Regions from separate parts of the Mus musculus genome. Here all the other regions are linked to region 3. A link is a contact called in public Hi-C, Micro-C and promoter capture Hi-C data. All regions are on one chromosome and are shown on one strand. Each heading gives the region's core, a stretch centred on a gene start, on an enhancer-like site or on the middle of the called end of the contact. The rest is flanking DNA. Distances are from core to core; before and after follow the strand shown.

The links. Promoter capture Hi-C pulls out the DNA fragments that hold promoters and counts their contacts. A called contact is a pair of places that touch in the nucleus more often than the background predicts.
Region 1: a contact with region 3 is called in a promoter capture Hi-C map of the 3T3-L1 cell line, with 4 times the contacts expected there. The contact joins the enhancer-like site here to the promoter of Capza2 in region 3. A contact is called at or near these places in 10 of 39 promoter capture datasets (the 3T3-L1 cell line, the C10 cell line, the HPC-7 cell line and 7 more), 1 of 484 Hi-C or Micro-C datasets (the C10 cell line), 10 of 115 datasets of contacts at active chromatin or transcription factors (CD8 T cells, the NIH/3T3 cell line, acute myeloid leukemia and 6 more) and 1 of 9 other capture datasets (embryonic stem cells).
Region 2: a contact with region 3 is called in a promoter capture Hi-C map of 3T3-L1-derived adipocytes, with 8 times the contacts expected there. The contact joins the enhancer-like site here to the promoter of Capza2 in region 3. A contact is called at or near these places in 12 of 39 promoter capture datasets (the 3T3-L1 cell line, 3T3-L1-derived adipocytes, the C10 cell line and 8 more), 1 of 15 datasets of contacts at CTCF or cohesin (the NIH/3T3 cell line), 4 of 484 Hi-C or Micro-C datasets (the C10 cell line, adipose-derived mesenchymal stem cells, bone marrow-derived macrophages and 1 more) and 18 of 115 datasets of contacts at active chromatin or transcription factors (the NIH/3T3 cell line, acute myeloid leukemia, bone marrow-derived dendritic cells and 10 more).
Region 4: a Hi-C map of cerebral cortex shows a contact between it and region 3, with 4 times the contacts expected there. The contact joins the promoter of Cttnbp2 here to the promoter of Capza2 in region 3. A contact is called at or near these places in 1 of 39 promoter capture datasets (cranial neural crest) and 1 of 484 Hi-C or Micro-C datasets (cerebral cortex).
Region 5: a Micro-C map of macrophages shows a contact between it and region 3, with 4 times the contacts expected there. The contact joins the promoter of Tfec here to the promoter of Capza2 in region 3. A contact is called at or near these places in 1 of 39 promoter capture datasets (the HPC-7 cell line) and 2 of 484 Hi-C or Micro-C datasets (bone marrow-derived macrophages and macrophages).

What each region holds. Positions count from the first base shown.
Region 1 is chr6:17,083,207-17,085,906 of GRCm38.p6, forward strand. All of the region lies in intron 1 of Tes (testis derived transcript), which reads left to right. The region is part of intron 2 of Gm4876 (predicted gene 4876); the gene reads right to left. Among named protein-coding and RNA genes, the nearest start is that of Gm15473, 19 kb to the left of the region's middle. Within about 2 kb of position 1,440, at least 4 of the 459 cell types and tissues checked have an H3K27ac peak or open chromatin away from gene starts, as enhancers often do.
Region 2 is chr6:17,108,176-17,110,875 of GRCm38.p6, forward strand. The region is part of intron 1 of Gm4876 (predicted gene 4876); the gene reads right to left. Among named protein-coding and RNA genes, the nearest start is that of Gm15473, 44 kb to the left of the region's middle. Within about 2 kb of position 1,251, at least 85 of the 459 cell types and tissues checked have an H3K27ac peak or open chromatin away from gene starts, as enhancers often do. A contact at or near this core is called in 3T3-L1-derived adipocytes, the NIH/3T3 cell line, adipose-derived mesenchymal stem cells and 4 more, where this site is marked.
Region 3 is chr6:17,635,677-17,638,508 of GRCm38.p6, forward strand. Capza2 (capping protein (actin filament) muscle Z-line, alpha 2) reads left to right here and starts at 1,334. Exons shown (of 10, transcript NM_007604.3): 1 at 1,334-1,484. The coding sequence starts at 1,446.
Region 4 is chr6:18,513,558-18,516,257 of GRCm38.p6, forward strand. Cttnbp2 (cortactin binding protein 2) reads right to left here and starts at 1,312. Exons shown (of 23, transcript NM_080285.2): 1 at 1,098-1,312. The coding sequence starts at 1,178.
Region 5 is chr6:16,897,047-16,899,746 of GRCm38.p6, forward strand. Tfec (transcription factor EC) reads right to left here and starts at 1,395. Exons shown (of 7, transcript NM_031198.3): 1 at 1,215-1,395.

The DNA.
Region 1 (2,700 bases), core at 190-2,689, 550 kb before region 3:
TGCAATCATAATTTTAGAATTTCAAAAAAGTTGGAGTCAATCCGATTCAATTCTTTCCTTATCTAGATGAAACTCGGAGGACAAAAATGACTTCAAAAAATCATTGGATGTGGTGGTGCTGGTGACACTGTGGGTCCAGACCACAGTTTTCTTGACTCTTCTTCAATGGTCTTTCTTTGTTTGCACAGTTCTCAGTTTTGTTATTTCTTTAATAACAATACAATTCTCATCATTTTCTTACATTGCTATTACACATAAGCACACAAATGGAAGTGGTCATGAATCCAAGGGTCTGGATTTCATTGTCTAACCAGCCAGGTTGCCTTAGCTGTCAAGGACCTAACAGCTAGGCATCCCTCTTTACTCTTCCACCCCATCCTACATAGCCTGGAAGGCATCCTGAGTATCGCTATCTAACATCATCTCTAGTACTCCTCACCAAGCGTTCTCAAGCACAGAGAACTGGGCACAAGCTAGCCTGTAAGACCTGGGTGACCAAACATAAGACTCATCTCTTTTGTTAAAAAGAAGACTGTGCTCAATTGGGGGTAGTCTGTGCTGAGGGCAAAGGAAGGGAAGACATGTGGAGAGGATTCTGGGTCTCATATATTTCAGGGACTCTTGAACGTGGCATAAACTGGAAAGAGAAATTGCTGCAACTATTAGAACAAATGGGGCTCATGAATTGAAATTCAAAAGACTTGGGGCAGTCTGGCACTGAGCCTTAAAAAGTCTGGAATGGACCTCAAACAGCTCAGGGGTGGGTGGTTTGGGCTCTACAAAATAGAATTGGTAAATTATCCTTCATTCAACTTCTGAGAGGGATGCTGGCACTCCCAGAAGCCTCAGGAGGAACAAATCAGAAAAAAGTTGATTTATTCTTGTAGAGATATGTCCTCTCTAGACAATGTTATTGTATCAAGTTTAGAGTTGCATTCCAGATTGTAACTCAGTCTGGATGCAGGTACATCTGCAGAACAAGGAATGAGAGTGTGGATCACAAAGCTCTTAGAGATTTGTGTTTGTTTGCCGTGATTGAGGTTGCAAATTCTTACCCAATCATGGGGCATAAGATAAGAAATCCTCGCTTGGATGTCAGTGATGCTTAAGAATCGTAGGCCAACATGTAGATATGTAAAAATCGTTTCTGTCATAGGCAGACTAACTCATTGCCAGCCGGAATCTGTCTCATGGCTTCGGTTGCTAACAGTGATTCTGAAAACTAGGTGTTGTTTTTTTGTGTTTTGTTTTTGATTAAGACTTCTTCAGGGCATAGTGTATACTGCTGTGACCTCTCTCTCCCTTACACCTCCCTCTCCCATTAGGGACATTGCTGCTGCCTTCTCTAAGTCTGGGCACCCAGAAAAGATGAAATTATGTGTGTTTGGACAAACCCAGACAAACCCAGATATGTGAGCACACGTATCTTAGTGTTCACGTGTGTCCGAAGATCTCTTGTTCAGCCTGTCTTGTGTTGGTGACCATATTGTTGAGAGTTCATGCGTGCAGCTTCCCTGTCACATCTAGAAGGTACTATCTAGCTGCAGGCATCTGGTCCTATGGCTTTTACAATTCCACCCCCGCCATGTTGTAGGTGTGTCATTGAGTTTGGGTATGCCATAGCCAGCTGTTCTATGCATTTTGTCCAGATGTGGGTTCCAATAATAGTTTCCATCTACTGCAAAGAGACACTTCTCAGCTGAGGAGTGAGAGATACTCTTCTTATAGATGGGTGTAAGAACATGTATTTAGACTGCATGTGTTTAGTCTACTGCTTTAGGAACATGGCAGTAGTTAAGTTCTCCTTTAGTGTCTATGACCTCTTAGCTGTAGATAATTGTTTGGTTTTCAATACTAGGCTGAAATCTCTCTGGGGTGGGTGTAAAGTCCAAGTAGACTGAGGTTGGTTACCCCTCAAATAAAAGTACCACTCTTGCGCCATCGTGAGTATCTTGCCAGGGTAGTCAGTGTAACATCTAGATTTACAGCTGAGGAAGCCCGCCGATTGCTTTTCTCCTTTGTCAGCCCTCATAACCCCTCTGGGTACCATGAAGCTAGCCCTCAGGAAGGAAGCTTCCAGGTAAGTTCCAGAATGTATTGACATTTTCATACTGAGCAAATTCTGAAAACTTTCTGGGTTTCATTTCAGTCACCTGTAAAGAACAGAGGGAAATAGCCTGCTTCCTAAATGTTTTGTGAGGTTCTGTAAGATTTAAATGGTAGAGAAAGTAACCAAGGAGCTAAAGGGATCTGCAACCCTGTGAAACAACAATATGAACTAACCAGTGCCCCGCAGAGCTCGTGTCTCTAGCTGCATATGTATCAGAAGATGTCCTAGTTGGCCATCAGTGGAAAGAGAGGCCCATTGGTCGTGCAAACTTTATATGCCCCAGTACAGGGGAATGCCAGGGCCAAGAAGTGGGAGTGGGTGGGTGGGGTAGCGGGTGGGGGACTTTTGGGATAACATTGGAAATGTAAATGAATACCTAATTAAAAAAAAGATTTAAATGGTATGATACTTTTCCTGGTATTCAACAAATATTGTCATTCCTAAACTCTGTCATACATTTGTTTGTGTCTCAGTCTCTGCCCTCTGATCTCCCTGTACTTGCATTAACAGCACATAAGGGGCAAAGCCATGAATCCATGAATTTTGTGACTTTCAGTATTTGTAGTCTTCTATAAAGTTGTATTTTGATT
Region 2 (2,700 bases), core at 1-2,500, 530 kb before region 3:
AATTGCTGGTACTTAGGCAATACCAGAGGTGTCCTCTTTCTCCACAAAAGCCATCATCTTGGATATTAAAAGACATGACAGTGATCTCTGCTTTTCCTGTCCTCCAAACAGCAGTGGGAACTCAAGAGCAGTGGGTTCAGTGAGGAAGGAGAAGGGGGAAATGTCTTGGGGTCCAGGAAATTCAAAGGAAGATGCAGACTCAGCATCAGCTTCTACACAGTGGTCCATGAGAGATGCTTCATACCCTCCCTGGATGCTCATTGATTGTGAACTACTTCAGGGAGGCTGCACGTACACTGTTCATCTCTAAATAGAACAATCTTGGATACAAATAGGATTTGAGAAAGTGATGTTTTGCATATATATATAAATATGTATATATATATATATATATATATATATATATATATATATATATATATGTAATTTCCACTGATGGAATCCCAGTCGCTCAGGTGTCCTGTTGGCCTTCACATTTGGGACATTTTTAACAATTTTTTTTGTTTTTAACTTCTTATTGTATATGAATTATACACCATGCACCCCCAATCCCACTCATCTCGTCACCCCTTTACAGCATCTATATCTCAAGTCCTGGGGTATCTTCTCCATCCTTGCAACCTCCCCTCAAAAAATAGAAATAAAAATAAAAAAATTAAAACCTCAAAATCAAAACAAAACAAAACAAACAACAACAAAAATCTCACTGTGGAAGCTGCAGTGTGTCACAATGTGTCACACGGGTATTCCTTTGGCCAAACCTCTTTACTTCCAAATGTTCATTGCAATGAGTCTGGTTTGAGGCCTCTGGCTTCTGCTATACTATCAATACTGGAATCTCACTGGGGTTTCTCTCAGATATCCTGTTGTCGGTCTGTGTCGTGGAAACTCTGCAGCTTTGGATCTGCAGGACTGGCCCCTTCACACACTCCAGCATTTCACAGATGGGGCAGATGTTGGGGTGAGCATATTCAAAGCCCTGGATCTGGGCCTGGGTTGGAGTTGCTGAACCCATCAGCTTTCCTGTACCCAAGCCACCAGGCTAGGTCTACTGTGCTGCCCAGGTGAAGCGCGGGGGCTTTCTGCTTATTTTAAACAAGATATTACAGATTGTCTCTTTTTAATAAGTCCTGACCATACTGCAGTGTCTGGTCTTTAAGCATAGATTTCCAAATTGACTCAAGTGTTTCAGACGAGTTTCACCATAGGCAAGAGAGTCAGGGTTGAGTCATTCTTAAGCAATTTGTAACACGTAGTGTTTAAGCTCTTCCAACTTTGCTATGGTAACCAAAGAGACACCACCACCCAAGAACAGTTTTAAGTTCTCATCTTAAAATGACCTGGCATATCTGAACTTGTCTTCTGAGTTTGTCTGTAACTCTTTAGAACACTTAAGACTGTCCCTGACTGCATAAAAAATGCCTTTCCTGACCCCTGGTAACTGTTCAATGTTAACTCTTGACTTTACTGAGTGCTTACCTGTGTGAAAAGGCCTGCTTCCTTGTGTTGTGTAGATAGAAGTTTTAGCACACAACCTGACAGGCATTGTGGTTTGATTAATAGGGTGTGTTGTTTTGGTTTTTCATATATTTACCGGTGCTTAAATAACTGTGGCTAATTATTCTGTCCTTTCATGGGAAGCAAGTCATCGTAGCTTCTATTTAATCTGATAATATATTTTGAAACAATCAAAACAAAATGCCATTAACCTTTATGGTTGTTTTGAATGGCATTTTAAATGACATTTATAAAGGCTGTTATTGATCTTTCTTCGATGTGCATTTCCACAGGATGTCTTGCCCTTCACCCAGTAACAAAAGCACCTTCTACCCAGTTACCATTGCTAGTCAACCGCTATTGCATGTAGACACGTTGGAGTCAATTCTCCATAAATAACATCTGACTGAGGACTGGGATACCATGGTAGAATTCAAAAGAAATCTGGGCTTAGGAGTCAAAACAGACACATGGGGAGATCCCATGGAATCTCCTCTCCAGTTACAGCTGGATAGGAAGGAAGGCAAGGGGACTGGATTTTAGGAAGATGGAAAAATCAGCACAAGTGTTGTATGAAAATCCATGTGTTTGTTGAGGTCATCACACAACAACAACAACAACAACAAAAGGGAAGAAAGCATGAGCCAGGGACTGACATTATCAAAGAACGTGGAGAAAATTTCTGAAGTTTAACAGAAAATGGAGACTCATATGTACTCAAAGATCCCACATCCTTGGATTATGTGGGGATATAATCACACACTCCAGCACTCTAGCCTGAAGTGCCCTTTTTCCCTCTCGCTGTACTATCGAATGCTCAAGTAGCTTTGTCTAATTAGTTTGCCCTTTCATTGGGAGCATGCCATTGGAGTCGCTAGTTAACACAATAATTAATTTTTAAACATTCACAACAAAAAATGGAATAGAATGATTGGAAAAGAAATAGGGGGTAAAGTCTAAGGCCGCTATATCATGCTTAAAGAAAACTGTGACTCTCAAAAATCAAAAGAAACTAGTACAAATAAGAGAGACTGCCTAAGGAAAGCAACTACCTACTTCTCAGGCACTGCAACCAACCTGCCTGGGAGGGGCACCAGAGACTTTGAGATAGATCTAGGAGTTCAATTCAGCCACGAAATGAAGAGGCGTTGGTTATAGGGGAGTCTCCAGTTCACAGCAGTTAAGATTTCTGAGTATAAAGAG
Region 3 (2,832 bases), core at 84-2,583:
ATGCTGTCTCCACGGGTTTGTCTTCAACTGGACACTTTCAGTTCCCGCACATGTCAGCTTCCTCTTCCTGCTCTCTGCAAACGAACACTTTAGTAAGTCACTTAATGATAGTGTTCTTGGACCCAGATAGCTATTTGAGCTCTTTAGGGTCCTCTTACCTGTCATTTACACACAGCTGTCAGATTGACACCGCTGAGCATGTTCGGTTCATGTCGTGACACTGTCCAAATGCCCTCAAGAGCTTCTCACTTTCTAATTATTGAAGTCTTAACTACTAACTAAACTCTTAGTCCTTGGTAAAAACAAAGTGTGGTTTTCAGACGAGTAGCACTCCTCCTTCCTGGGAGCTTGTAAGAAATATAGATTCTCTGGTTTGCTCAGGCCTGCTGAACTAGCAACTCAATTTTATCAACATTTCCAGCTGCTTCCTGTGTCAGCTTTGACTTCAACCTTCCACCCCCCCCCCTTTTCTTTAACTTGAAGCTTCAGTAGTAGAGTTGCCAGATTTAGCAAATAAAAGTAGGAGACATCCAGTAAAATTTGAAAATAATAAATAATGGTTTTAGAATGCTTTAAATCCTTCATGGGACATTTACCTTAAAAATTGGTTGTATGAAATTGAAATTTCTACTGGATGACCTGTAAGTAGTTTGGACAGCCAGTTCATGAGGGTACAGATCCAAGGCTAACTTAACTTTTTTTTCTTTTTTTTTTACTTTCCAGGAGTACAATGCCTTCCCTAACTCAATGTCTAATTAATAGAGGTGAGCTTAAGAGCATTTTCTTTGGGATTTTTGTTTGTTTGGGTTTTTAAATCTACATTTCTTATTCCTAAGAACTAGCAAAATAGTCTTCCTATCATAAAAGACCAATAAATGTTTTTCGGATGAATAAATGAATATATCAAAAGTAATCTTTCAATTATGGACTGGATTGTGTGTGCCTATTTCAATTAAAACAGTATTTTTCCTAATACTTAAAAATGTTTTAAATTGGTACAGCTTTTCACATTTTAGCTGGCAGCGTTCAGGACTTGGTGGGAACAAAGTCATGGGCTCAGAATGTACTCATCGCCAACCGGGTCCATATGGTCATCGTTGACTAGAGAAGGCACCAGACAGAGCAGGATGACAGAAGATAACCATAGCAATCCCACTTTGGAGGCGCTGCGCACGCGCACAGCGGCGCTCAGGCCGGCGCTCAGGGGGAGGGAGGCGGAGCTCCGGGGGCGCGTGCGCGGCGGCCTAGGCTGAGGAGGCGGAGCTCCCAGGCGTGTGCGCAGTGGCTCGGCTCCCGGGAGGCGGAGCTCCGGGGCGCGTGCGCGGCGGCCTGGGCGGCGGGGCCCCTCCCTTGGCGGGGGCGCGCGGCGCGGAAGACCGCTCGGAAAGGGGGAAGTCAGGTGGCCGCTGCTGCCACCAGCGCCACGGTCTGTCGCCAGAAGGAAGATGGCGGATCTGGAGGAGCAGTTGTCCGATGAGGAGAAGGTAGGTGCCGCGGCGGTGAGGAGCCGGGCGGGCGGGAGGGCGGGAGAGGTGAGTGCCGAGGCGCGAGGGCCGGAGTCTGACCCCGGGCGGGCTCCGGTGGTGGGCCGCACGCCTGCGCTTCCCGAGCGGGGTGCTGCCCGGGCTCCCCGAGGCCGGGCCCCTCCGCTCCTTGTAGGGTGTGTGCTCCGAAAATAGGAAGCGGAGCCCGGCGGCCGCGGGCGGGAGCGGGGGCGGCGGGACCCGGCCCTGGGGGTCCGGGCTCGGGAGCGGCCGACGGCGGAGCGGCGCCGCCTGGCCTGGGGCTTTCGCCGTGAGGCGGGCGGGCGGGGAAGACGGCATAGCCGACCCTCACTTTTTCCTGCAGTTTCTCCTCCCCAACGCGAAGTGCTTCCTGGTTCCCCAGGGTGTTTCCTTCCCTCCGGAGGTCGCCGTCTCCACATCCCGCCCCTTCCCCCCCACCCCCCGCCATCTATTTCTTTTATTAATATTGTCATTACCTTTTTTTTTTTTTTAATTGCTGCTCCCATGTTCCCCGGAAGGCAGTATTGTTCACAAAGACACCCCTCCCTCCCATAGTTATTTTCTGCCCAACTTGGCTGCTTCCCCCTCTTGGGGCAGATTTGGTGACATCCCATCTTCCTGATAGGACCAACTCTGAAGAGGGCGAGCGGGTGCAACTCCTTTTACTGTGTGTTAAATGCTGTGACAGCATTAGGACCAAATGCACGACTCAAGTTCTCACATTTGTGATACGAAATCTGATCATTGAACTAAGGCTCTTGCCCATTTTCTTTGGCGACTGAGGAGACCGCGTACCAAGGGGCAAGTAGTGTGAGGGGGAACGCCATACGTTTTGAGTATTTTCTGGAAAAGACCGGGACGTTTTTTTCAAACTTAGACTTAACTGACATATGAGTGTGCTGCCCTTTGGAAATGTCTGATCTTAGCTTGTTTTTAAGTTCCAAATGAAGTACACCCATGTGGGAAACAGAACTCAGTTCTAGTAGGGTGTTAGAGAAACACTAAGGATATTTTCAGTTGGGACCCTCTCCTTTTATACTGCACCAGAATTAGTGTTCTCTTTCTCTTTGGTTGTTCAGAACTCAGCCTCTTTTATGGTTTTGGAAGTGTTCTGGCTTTCTCGTTTGTGCCCTTGGATGAAATGGTGATAACTTAACAAAATGGGGACAAGCATACCTTACTTTAATTCACAGAATTAGACCCTAAGTCGCTAAAAGTTGCTGTACAGTGTTTACATTTGTAGCATTGAATAGTTTAAAGCTATTTATTGAAAATATACCAGCGCATTACAAGAAAAATAGCGTTTCAGATTCAAAGTTCTTGAAGC
Region 4 (2,700 bases), core at 62-2,561, 880 kb after region 3:
TCGTTCCAAGCCAGAGGTGGGAGGAAATTCAACAGCTCAGGTTGTTTACATCTGTTCCTGCCCTCTGCTGCCCAGACCCGGATTTGGATCTGGAGGTGGAAGACACTGAGGGGTTGTCCATGCGATACTCAGCTCACTCAGTCCCACTCCTCCAAAAGAGCTGTTGGATTTGGCCAAGAGTGGGAGGCGCTCCCAGACCTGTCTTTCTTTGCAGGTCTTTGCAGCTTTAGCAAGAGCTGCTTCCTCAACCTGCAAATATTTTCCAACCTGGCTTTGTGGGTCAAGACCCCACAGCAGGGTAAGAAGAGAATGTCTGTGCATGCAGACATTTAGAGTATCAAAGAAGGGAGCAGGTACGAGCCTAAGCAAGTCAAGGCGCCAGGGAAAGGGAACAATGTTTTGACACCGGGTTCAGAAAACCCAGTTCAATCCCGCTTTAGCTAGGGAAGAAGGTCCCTACAGATGACTGAGCGAGTGGCAGTCAGCTAGTACCCAAAGTGCAGGCGCTACGGGGCCTCTCTCACCAGTCTCCCCAAGACACATGAGCCCCCCCCCCCCCCACACACACACACAAAGAGCATCCCCACACCTGCCTAGCGATGGTTCACCTTCCCGCCTCTGCTACCCCAGGTCCCCTGAGAGGTGTCAGGCACCCCGAGACTGGCGTTCGCTCCGCACCCCGGAGAGGTGAACAATGGAGACTGAGATACCCCGCGAGTGAGCAAAGGGGTCACCAGGGACGCGTGTGGTGTCCAGAAGGACCGACAGGCCCCTAGTACCCGGGGGTGGGGGCTGGCGTTTCCCCACTTGAGCCCGCTTCTGGCCCTGGGGACACTACGGGGAAGGGACACACGAAGGGCACACCCCGGGGAAGGAATGGGTAATCAAGGGAAGAGGAACAGGAGAGAGGGGATATCCTGGAGAAGGAAGGGAAACCCTTGGGAAGGGAGACCTCGGGGAGTTAAAGGAGCACCCTAGAGAAAGACAAGGCATCCCAGGAAAGGACCGGGCACCCCTAGGGGAGTGTCCAGTGGGGACCCTGGCACCAACCCCAGCCCGCGTCTACGCGGTTCCCCGCGCCCAGGGAACTCGGTTACCGCCGCCTCCGCCGTGGCCCCCTCCGTGTCACCCGGGGTGCGGGACAAGTCGGGCTCGCAGCTCGCGCTGTCCGTCGCCATCTTCCTGCTCTAGCGGATCCGAATGCGAGCTCGGAGCGGCGGCGGGGTTCAGCTCTCTCGGCGCGGGCGGTACTTAACCCGCTGCTGGCTGTGGCCGCCGCGCTCTCAGCCCGGGAGCTCGGCCGCCCCCTCCCGCCTCTCCGCGCCGCCCCTGCCGCTTAACCCTGTGCGCGCTGGAGACGCGGCGCCCCGCCCACCCGCTAGCCCAGTCGCTCCCACGGGACCAAGAACCAGCACCAGAGATGCGCGGCCTCGCGCTGGTGTCGAGGGGACCAAACACCGGGGGATGCAAAAGAAAGCAAGCTTCCTCCCTCGAGGCGACGGGCTGGCCAAAATCTTTGCTTAGACAGTGGGGCACAAGCCGATCTGGAGGCCAGACTCCTGGATGTGAAATAAATCTAAAATTGAGCAACTGTCCCTCACTTCCACTAGCTCCAATGAGGTGCCTTCCTTAATATTTGCCAGCCCCTGTCGCCTGGACACGTCTATCCTCTTGGTTTGTACACCCGGCTTTGTTTTATCGCATCTTCGATGCTAGTTCTCTCTCAAACCATCAACTGAAAGTCTGAACTCACAGCTAAAAGTCCCTGTCCAGCTGTTTTTAGCGCCCTTCCTCCGCAGGTACCTATCTGCTCGGGTTTCTTTTCAAAGAAGGTGGAATCTCCCACCACCACCCGCCCCAAGCCTGAGGTCTGTTCTGAAAAACCACCAGGTATCCAGTAATGTCTTACTACTTTTGAGAGAACAGGAGTTTCTTTCGTACAGATGAGAACACAAGGATACACACACAGACCTTTGTCAAAAATGATCATATGGAAATGCATGGCTGGAGTTTATATGAATGAGTTAGGCCCAAGCAATTAATCTCCTCTTCTCCTGCCTCTAATTCTGTTCTCATCCTTTCCTGCCAAGTCCCAGAATCTGAAAATCTATCACCTTATTGAGACCTTATGGCAAAGACCTCCCCAAATCTCCAGATCTCTAACATTTTTTTTTTTTTTAAATTTTGTTCATTGAAAGCACATAATCAAATGGAGGCATTCAAACTCTGTCTCCCTGAAGCCAAATCAACGCACCATCCAATCCCACGCTTGATATTCTGGAAGGTGGGTGACTGGAATGTTCAGTACATGGAGTATAGCCTTGAAAACAAGCAAGCAAGCAAGCAAACAAACAAACAAACAAAATGACTAAACAACAAGATCCCAGCCTGCTCTCATTGACAGGACCTGACACCTTAACTGTTCATTTTCCGAACTGGATCCGAATATTGTCAGAAATCAAAGAAAATATTTTCTACAAAGACGTTGAAAGGAATCGGTCAACAAAATCTAGAAAGTTCCCCCTAGAAAGAGCAGTCCAGGAAACACACCTGGAGCCCCGAGGTTAAGGGTCAGAGCTTAGGAACCACCTGCAAGTTACCCAGGCACAGAGTTTCCTTTGTTTACTGTTGGCTGATTTCCTCTGCCTGTGGCTTGTACTCTGTCTTGGTCATCACACCACTTGCTTTCATTTAGTCAAC
Region 5 (2,700 bases), core at 145-2,644, 740 kb before region 3:
GAAATCAAGCCCAAGTTTCAGTTCAGTAAAATCTACTCCTCCAGTAGCCTAGTCTACTGCTTCACAGAGAAAGCAAGAAGGAGAAAGTCACAAAATCCACGAAACAAACAAAGTGTAGATATGTAGTCCACTGAGTCCATAGCTTTAAAGGTTTCTTTAAATACTCAAGTGTAAACCTCAAGTTTGACCTATTTAAGGTTGCTTCCACCAAATACGGAAAAGATTTAATTCAACAGCTACTTGAAAGTGTCTAGCCACAATCAGCTCCATGTAAGACCCGAGGGAAGCACCCTTCTCGCAGGATCTTGCTGAACTCTCATTCTGTTTTAGCTTTCTTTGTTGACAAAGCCTTTGAGCAGGGAAAAATTGTCAAGTACACTGAAAACTCTTTATCACTAAATGAGGCTTCTAGCAAATAAATTACCAATGAACAACTCAAGCAAAATTAAATATTACCTCAGGTTCATTATTGTTCTCAAAATGTCTATTCCTAATAATGTGGGATAGTATTGATAATCTAGAATAACCACAGAAACAAATCTATGTGCATATAACACCTCTTTATTTATATTTGTGCACATACAGAGAAATAATCCTGGCCCTAATTTTTAGGGCTTTGTTTCAATTTAAAATTATTACTTTAAAAGTTACTGGTTTAGTATACTTGAAATCTCCTAAGCAAAATAATTAGATCTACATATGTACAAAAGGAATACCATAACCTAACCTTGGGAAAAGAACACATGCTAAAATCCTATCTGGTGTTATTATCTGTGAAGAACAAATATTCTTATATATTCTTAACTTTAAAAAAAAACAATAAAACAGACAATGTTTGAATGTAAATTGAAATTAACATTTACTCATAAAATACCATACGATGCAATAAAATGTTAAATTATATTCCAATTTAGTAAATATCTGAAAATATTAAACTAGAAGAAATTCCCTAGGTTATCATAAACTAAAACAGTGATTTCTACATCTTGATTAAAATAGAAATTGATAGCATTCCCGTTATATCTCATCCACATTATAGCGAATCGTAGCTTGGCTGCTCTAAGGTCCTGATACCTGACTACCATGCAAGATGAAACCATAATTACAAGAGAGCTATGCATATTATCAAGGCAAAACAGGTATTGATTGAACTTGTCATCATATTTGTTTAAAGCACAGAAAATTAACCTTAACCTTCCAGTTTGGTTACCTACCAGCACTGATTGGATTCTAGGTGTGTCATCGCGGCTACAAACAGCTCCAAATTACAGCCCCTCGTCTCATAACCTAAGCACAAAAGTCAAGGGTCTGCTCAAGAAGAATAAATGGTTTGAACAGCTTGGAATCCGCTTAGTTGAGGAAGGAGAAAAGAGAAGTCACCCATTAGGGCATTTCCTGGACTCTGGTTGGAATTTCAGTTAAGGAAGAAGAAATGACACAGCAGTTTTAAGTTAAGGCGACTTCCTTTCTTTATCAGAAATGTGCTACTAATTTGAGAAACAGCATTCCAGAAAAACTACTCCAGTGGTGTGACTACAGTAAAAATCCTCTCATTGATGCCGTTATTGCCCCATAATAAACATTTTTCCCCAGAATTTACAATGGCAGTATGTGGTTATTAGCTCAGTGGACTAAGACCCCACAGTTATTGCAACACATTCTGCCTTACAAGTAAGTTTCTTCAGAACACTGTCCTTGCCCACTTTCAGTTAGGAATTACACTTTGACTTAGAATTGTTATTGTTTGAGTTTTTGTTTTAAGACTATTTCCTGAATTTTATATAATGCGAGTTTTCTTACTTCCCAATTTGTTCTCAAAGACTTCATAACCAAGAATAATTGATCTTCCCAAGAAGATTAGACAGAAACATAAAATTGAACTTTGGATGTATATGTGTGTGTGCTTGTGTGTGTACATATATAATATATATGAGTACATATATATTATATATTTCTATATACTATATATTAATGCTATATTATTGCATGTATAGTATATACTACATATAGTGTATATTCTACTATTTTATATATATATATATATATATATATATACAAATAGCTTTCCTCTTGACCCTCAAACCCTCAAAGCTGCCTTTCAAATATCTCTCTTTCTTTCTTTCTACTCAATCAGACATTATTGATGTCAGGAGCTTTCAGCCAGAATCACAAATGACTCTATTAAGAACCCATTTTAGGAGTAAGTACACTAATCTAATTTTCAAAACAAAACATAAATGTTTTCTATACCAGAATTTGATACACTTTTCCTGTAAGGCATATAATAAGAAGCATTTTGAACTTTTGGGGGTGCAACCCATTCATGGCTTCCCAGTTCTGCTGCAGTAATGGCGTACTTACGAGGTCCACAAATGCATGACCACAGCACCTCGAGCTGTTTGTCTCCATTCAGAGGCTCCAGAGAAGTCTGTGTCCCCTGCCTGTGATTTCACATCTTATGTCCTCTCCTAAATCCATTCTAGTCAAGCTCTTAAAAACTACTGAACAGAACACCTCAACTAGGCTTATCAATATTACTACTGGCAGTAATTTATCAGTCCCAACATATTTTCCATATCAACAGCATGTGCTTAATAAGCCTTTAATATCTTCTTCCATTTGTATCAATGCACACTAATAATCAGTCTCACTGCCTTCATTTTCATGCGTTTTCAGGGTACCACAGTAAGACATTCTTCT